Linked DNA regions of Gossypium arboreum: region 1 is linked to region 2. The links are chromatin contacts, called in public Hi-C maps. All regions are on one chromosome and are shown on one strand. The core of a region is the stretch at or near the end of the contact, and the rest is flanking DNA. Distances in the headings are between cores, read along the strand shown. Region 1 holds the start of LOC108483938. Region 2 holds the start of LOC108486197 (FCS-Like Zinc finger 13-like).

Region 1 (3,305 bases), core at 779-3,278, 300 kb after region 2:
ATTAAAGATTTATGAAAATTATAAATTTATAAAGACTACAAATTAATTATAAATTGAAAATATAAAGAACAATTTATAATTTTCTTAAACTATAAAAATAAAAAATCTATAAAATTTATAAATTCAATGTTGATTTGATATCTGTGTATCAAATTTCTTAAAAAACATTGTAGTGTTGAATTCTAAAGGATATAAATTATAAATTATAAAATATATATATTAATAAATTTTGATAATTTTATAAATTTATAAATTTTAATAATTTTATAATTTGATAAATTTTTATAATTATATACATCAAATGCTTTTTATTTTTAAAAAATTATATATTTAAAAATATTTAAGTGATAGTGTGATGTAATCTTAAAGTGATATATCATCACCTCTTAATGATGTTACAGAAAAAGGACTAAGCTATTTGATAGAATTCAAGTTTAAATACTCTAGAGGGTTTTTTTGATGGAGAGAGAAAACGTTGCAAATAAATGAATGAGATGTACTTAAAAGAAAGCGGAGAGGAAGACTAGAGCAGATCTAGTAACATTAAGCACAACGATAGGTGGTGGTTGATAAAGTGAAGAAAGAGAAATGTGGTTGATGGTAAGGTTAAACAAATAAAGTAAGTTAGAGAGAACTTTGAAAGTTTGAATTTTAAAGTGTTAAAAAGTTCTTTAACTGGTTGTGAAAGGTTATTTTTTATATGTCTCAAAAAATTGAGAGTTACAAAGTTGGCAATTAATAGGAATAATAGAAGAAATTTCACTTACAATGGCATCAATGGTTAAGATGAGATAATGAAGAGTTTTTGTTGGTGATGGTAATGGTGAATAGTGAAGAAGAATTTACTATATTTCTTAAAGGAGAAAAAAAATACCCAGCGTTAGAAATGGTTAAGAATAAACTCTTAACTACCTCCTTATCTGTTCTTCTAAGCCAAGTTCTCCGGAATATTTTAAAAGTGAAGATAGCCTAAGAACTTTATTGTATTCTGGGGTTGCTTCCACTTCTACTTTGGTGAAGTAGTACTATGTGAAATATCTTTTGCGGAACATCTCTTGAAATGCAAGACGACGATTATTTTTAGATGAGAGTTGTTTTTGAATAAATAGTTATTTTGACTTGTTTCAAAAGTGAGTTGTTCTCAATATAGTTGTTCTCAATGTAGAAGTTGTTCCTTAATAATGGTTCTTTCGGAAAAACACAATTGTTCTAAATAAAAGCTGTTCTAAATAATAGTTGTGCTAAACAAAACTATTCTTGAAAAATGTCATTATTCTAAACAAGAATTATTTCGAACTTAGTGGTTTCCAACAGGAGTTGTTCTAAAATAACTACATTAGACGACAATTGTTCTAACCGAAACCGTTTCTAGACATAGCTATTCTTGAACAATAGTTGCTTTGAACAACTACTATTCTAAATAAGAATTGTTGCTCCAAAAGAGATATGCATGGTAGTACAATTTCTTGAAATATAGTATTCGTAATATTAAAACTTAATATTTGAAACTAATAATAATAACAAATGTAATATTTTTGAAATTAAAATAAAAATTAGTTTAAATTCTAAAAAAAAGAAAGAAATTTAAATAGATAAATACATCAAATTAAGAACATTAAATTCACTCTAAATATTTATCATAGTATTGTCACTTTTTTTGAGTTAATTCATGATATCAACTCAATTAACAATGTTATCAATATATATACAAACAATGCAAGTGAAAAAATGTGTAATAATATTAAAATGTATAAACATATCAAAATAAAGTTTTAATTGAAGTGATAAAATAAATTATAAAATAGTGAAGAAATGAGTTCAAATTTTATTATATACTAAACTTTATTGATTTTATTAAAATATAGAAAGACAAAAGTAGCATTACAATAACATAATATATTTTTATACATAGAAAGATTTTTCTGTAATTAACGTATAAATATTTAGTTTCAAGTAATTTTTAAAAAGAATCCTACTTTTAGGTGTTAGGTGGGGCTTGACTTTGCTAAATTCCTGAATTTAACTTGATGCAATGTAAACGTAAGGAGTGACGTTATAACCATAGGCAGCAGCTAAATTCACCCCCAAGAAAAAGAAAGGTGTCTTACGCGTGTCTGAAACCTTAAAGCAGCAAAGTCCCAGTATCTGAGATTAAAGGAAAAGCATGGCTTCTGCATCAGAGATTGCAGCCAAGTTGGATCTGGTGCCCAACCCTGAAGGTGGTCTCTATACCGAAACTTTCAGAGATACCTCCATCTTCCTCTCCAAATCTCAACTTCCTCCTCACTGTAATAACCAAATGCCTTCTTTCTCTCTCTCTCTTTTTTTTCCCTCCTTTAATTCTGATGTTACATATTCTGTACTCCATGTTTTTATTTATTTACGTGATTAAACAAACTGTGGATGTCAAACTCCTACATATTTTACCTGTTAATTGTGTACTGCAGACAAAGTTGATCGTCCTGTTAGCACATGTATTTACTTCATGCTACAATCCGGGAATGTGTCTCGCCTTCATCGAATACCATGTGCTGAGACCTGGCATTTTTATTTAGGAGAACCTCTTACGGTAATAATGGCTTAAACATCACAGATGAACTTGATTGGATTCTAGATTAACAAAGCGTATTTGATACAGATTGTAGAGCTGGATGAGAAAGATGAGAAGCTGAAACTAACATGTCTCGGACCTGACCTGGGAGATAATCAGCAGGTGCAATATACGGTACCTCCATATGTTTGGTTTGGTGCATTTCCAACCAAGGATTTTCATATTTCCAGTGACGGCAGAGCGGCCAAAGCTGAACCAAGGGATGCTGAGTGTCACTATTCCCTCGTTGGATGCACCTGCGCACCTGCCTTTCAATTTCAAGACTTTGAGCTCGGAAAACATTCCGAGCTTGTTTCCACCTTTCCGAATTATGAGCCTATCATTTCTTTTCTCACCAATACTGATTGACTTGCCATCTGATTTCTCCTGTTCTCAGCTCATTGGTGCCAAGAAGTTTTCATGTTTTTGATCCCTAGATTGCTACTTCTGTAATTTACAGTTTTTCCACAGCTGAAAAAAGCGTTAAGCTTTGTATCAAATGCTGTTTTCCATGCACCAAGATATTGTTCGATAAATTCGTGCTGTGAAAAAATTGCTAATGATCTATTATCGAGCAGCAAAACTAATAAGGCAAGTTAAGAGTAAGAGAAATTGAAGAAACTTCTGCATCAAATGATCATCAAACATAGCTAAAAGGGGTACATATAAAATGAAAGTGAAACTGCCATTAGAAAACGTGGCACAAAGCAACAAA
Region 2 (3,265 bases), core at 289-2,788:
CTCACGATGTTGGGATAATGATGATCTCAAGTCTGAGAATCATATACATATTAATCACTATGAGTAATGTTGTGACAATTACATAATAATCCAAGAAACATACTCATGGCGAATTGGTCCAATATGTTGTTCTCTAACACACATATTCATGCATTGATTTTGACACTCCATATCAATGACAACTCTTTATCATCAATCAATTACATGTTAGTCTCAATGCATTATTGTTGTCCTAGTCAACAATAATACTAGACTAAGGATCTTTTAAGAACAATCATATTATTCTTGGACATTATTATAAAACAGTTTATTTATACACACGTAAAGAAAAACTGAAATAATAATGGAAACATCTTATATTAAAACATGATAAATAAAATATGTTATTACAACCATCTCATTATTGATCTTTGGGCATACTCTTACAAAAATTTCATATTATTAGTATTTTACGTAATTTGTATAACATTTAATAAATTGAGGTATCAAATTGTGCTTAAAAAAAGCTTAGGTACCAAATTATTAAAAAATGTCAAATTTAGGTATCAAATTGGGCCCAAAAAATTTAGATATCAAATTAAAAATTATAAATTTAAAAATCAAATATTATATTAAGTCATTTCCTTTTTTTTTTTTTTTTTTTGTTAAAACGCTTTTCTGTAAACGTATTTTTACCACTAGATAATTAAAATTTCAGCATACATCCCTAATTTTTCCCTCAGATATACTCTTAAATTTTCCGTAAGCAACATGTATGAAAAAATCTGCTTCATTATCAGTAACATTTAAAATAAGTTAAAATATTAATGAAGTGATCAAATTTTAAAATTTAATAGAGAAAATATTTATTTTAAAAGTTTGGAAACATTACGAACATTGAACACTGCACAAAAGAATGATTCGGAAAATAATTCCGATACTAATTTTTTTTAAAAAAAAAAGAAAATAATCAATATCTTCAACAATAATTGCAATGCAACATCACCCATAGATTTGCGCCACGTACCAGAAGTTAAACGGCGATGATGGAATGGGCGAAGAATCTTTTATTGTGGTAAGTGCAGGGGGGGCGCATGTGGGCCATAGCTTTCGAGATCACGTCTCAATCATTAGACAAACACATTATAAAAGATTGGTCCCACCTCAAAAGCGACTCTTTTCATAAAATCATTTTTACATAAAAACTTTTATTATAATTTGTCCCTTAACTATAACTCAATTTTCATATTTATCCTTGAATTTTATTGTATTTAAACTATCAATTTTATCTTAGTTTACAAAAAATAATATCATCTAATAAGAACATGACACGTGACATTTACTTATTAAATATCATATGCCTTTTGTATAAAATGAGACAATTGATAGTTTTAAAAAAGTTTAAGGAGTAATTTTAAATTAGAGTATAGTTTAAGGATGAATTTAAGAAAAAAGCCGACATAAAATAACATTAAAATTAAATAGTTGAAATTGGTAATTGCAAAGTAGCAATTATGAGTCATATAATAATAGTAATAATAATAATATAATTCCAAACTAAACCATGGGCTAAGTCAACCACCCACTCCACTCCACTCCTCCATAAATTTATAGTGGCTTTCTTAAACATTGGCTGCCTCTTGTGGAGGAGAGAGAGAGAGAGAGCGCTTCAAATATCTCTCCGAATTCTCCACCTCTTAACATAGATTTGATTTCTCTTTTAGTCAAGTTATGTCAGGGAAGAGACCACGTCCGATGATGGGGAAATTGTCTGAATTATTGGTTGCCGGCAAAAAACCCGTATTTTTGGATGCTGTTGTTACAAGCCCTAGGAGTCCACTAGATTTGAAGACACCATCACCTAGAAGTTCGAAGAGATATGATGTTGGTGGGGTTGGACTAGGGATTGCTGTTGCACTAGATAACAAGTGTAGTACCCATTCCTGCAGGCATACTATTTGTAGCTCAAATGTAATTGTTGTGAAATCTGGTGGGAAGAATTTAGAGATGGAAAGTTTGGAGGATTTTACGTATGTGACTACCCATGGATCTGGCAAGTCGTCTACAAAGGTGTATTATGATGGAGGTGAAGAAAGGAGAAAAAGTAACTGTGAAACCCCAGCTCCAGCACCAAGATTTGTGGAAGAGGTTGCTTACCCAACTTCAGATTTTCTCAGTTGTTGTCACCTATGCAGGAAAAAGCTGCATGGCCAAGACATTTACATGTATAGGTAAACACACACCCTTTTACCCCTTTTTTAATTACCCAATCTCTGCTTGCTTGTTTCCATATGGTAATTAATTACATGAGAGAAACTGATAATTCTGTTGTTAATGATATGTGTTGTTTTCAGAGGGGAAAAAGCGTTTTGCAGTTCAGAGTGTAGGTCAACTCAAATAATGATGGATGAGAGGAAAGAACAGTGCAGATCAGAAGTTTCAAGATCTGCAAGAGTCACAACCTCCTCTTATGAGTCTGGGGATATCTTCTTCTCAACTGGGATTCTTGCAATTTAGCTTCCAGTCCTCATATGGGGGTTCTTCCTGCGTATGTAATTATATCTATCGGAGAAATACCATATACCTTTATGAGGATTAAGAATAACTTTATTAAGAATAATAAAAACAGAAAGCTAAATGAGAAATATTGGGTTTGATAAGAAATGAACATCCTTTCGCAGTTTTCTTTTTTGAAGATAAAATGAGAGAAGATTCTGATGTTCATAATTATAAACTGAAAGCTAAATCCATGGTCTGTTGGTAGAGAGGTAGAAATATGAAGCTATCTCATATACGATAATGATCACAAAAGACATTAGTTAGCAAAGGAATTGTTTTAGTACACATACAAGTTGAAGGCATTCAGCAATCTTAACCGAAAAAAAAAAAAGGGTAAACAAGAGAAAAATGGAAAAACAGATTCATCCTATCAGTTCTCCAAATATGCTAAGCCAAAATAGATCCGGATCTCGCCATTTACTGATAGTACATAAGCTGCTGAGTTGTTGCAACGTTTTGGTATCCACCATCATAGATTGCTTGACCAGCTGCAGCCACACCCATTCCCATGGCCGCTTGCTTAAGGGCGTGCTGACCCTGTGGATGCATCATACTCATTACCTGTGCACCGCCATATTTACTCATTGCCATATGTCGTTCATAGGCAGCCAGATCAGCAGCTGAAAAACCAGGCATATGTGCAGCAGCCGGTGGAGGCAAAGGGGCAGAGCTTGTTCCTGGTGCAGTAGGCTTGCTACCCCATGAACACTGCACCATTTAAACATTT

What was found. Hi-C and Micro-C count contacts between places; a contact is called where the count stands out from the background.
Region 1: a Hi-C map of leaf shows a contact between it and region 2, with 3 times the contacts expected there. The contact joins the promoter of LOC108483938 here to the promoter of LOC108486197 in region 2. A contact is called at or near these places in 2 of 5 Hi-C or Micro-C datasets (both in leaf).

Annotation. Positions count from the first base shown.
Region 1 is chr6:121,192,663-121,195,967 of ASM2569848v2, forward strand. LOC108483938 reads left to right here and starts at 2,029. Exons shown (of 3, transcript XM_017787489.2): 1 at 2,029-2,288; 2 at 2,448-2,569; 3 at 2,639-3,305. The coding sequence starts at 2,165. The coding sequence ends at 2,959. LOC108483939 (sm-like protein LSM1B) reads right to left here. Exons shown (of 5, transcript XM_017787491.2): 5 at 3,213-3,305.
Region 2 is chr6:120,897,311-120,900,575 of ASM2569848v2, forward strand. It overlaps LOC108486197 (FCS-Like Zinc finger 13-like), which reads left to right and starts at 1,539. Exons shown (of 2, transcript XM_017790090.2): 1 at 1,539-2,210; 2 at 2,334-2,643. The coding sequence starts at 1,711. The coding sequence ends at 2,496. LOC108486196 (oligouridylate-binding protein 1-like) reads right to left here. Exons shown (of 12, transcript XM_017790089.2): 12 at 2,772-3,246. The coding sequence ends at 2,956.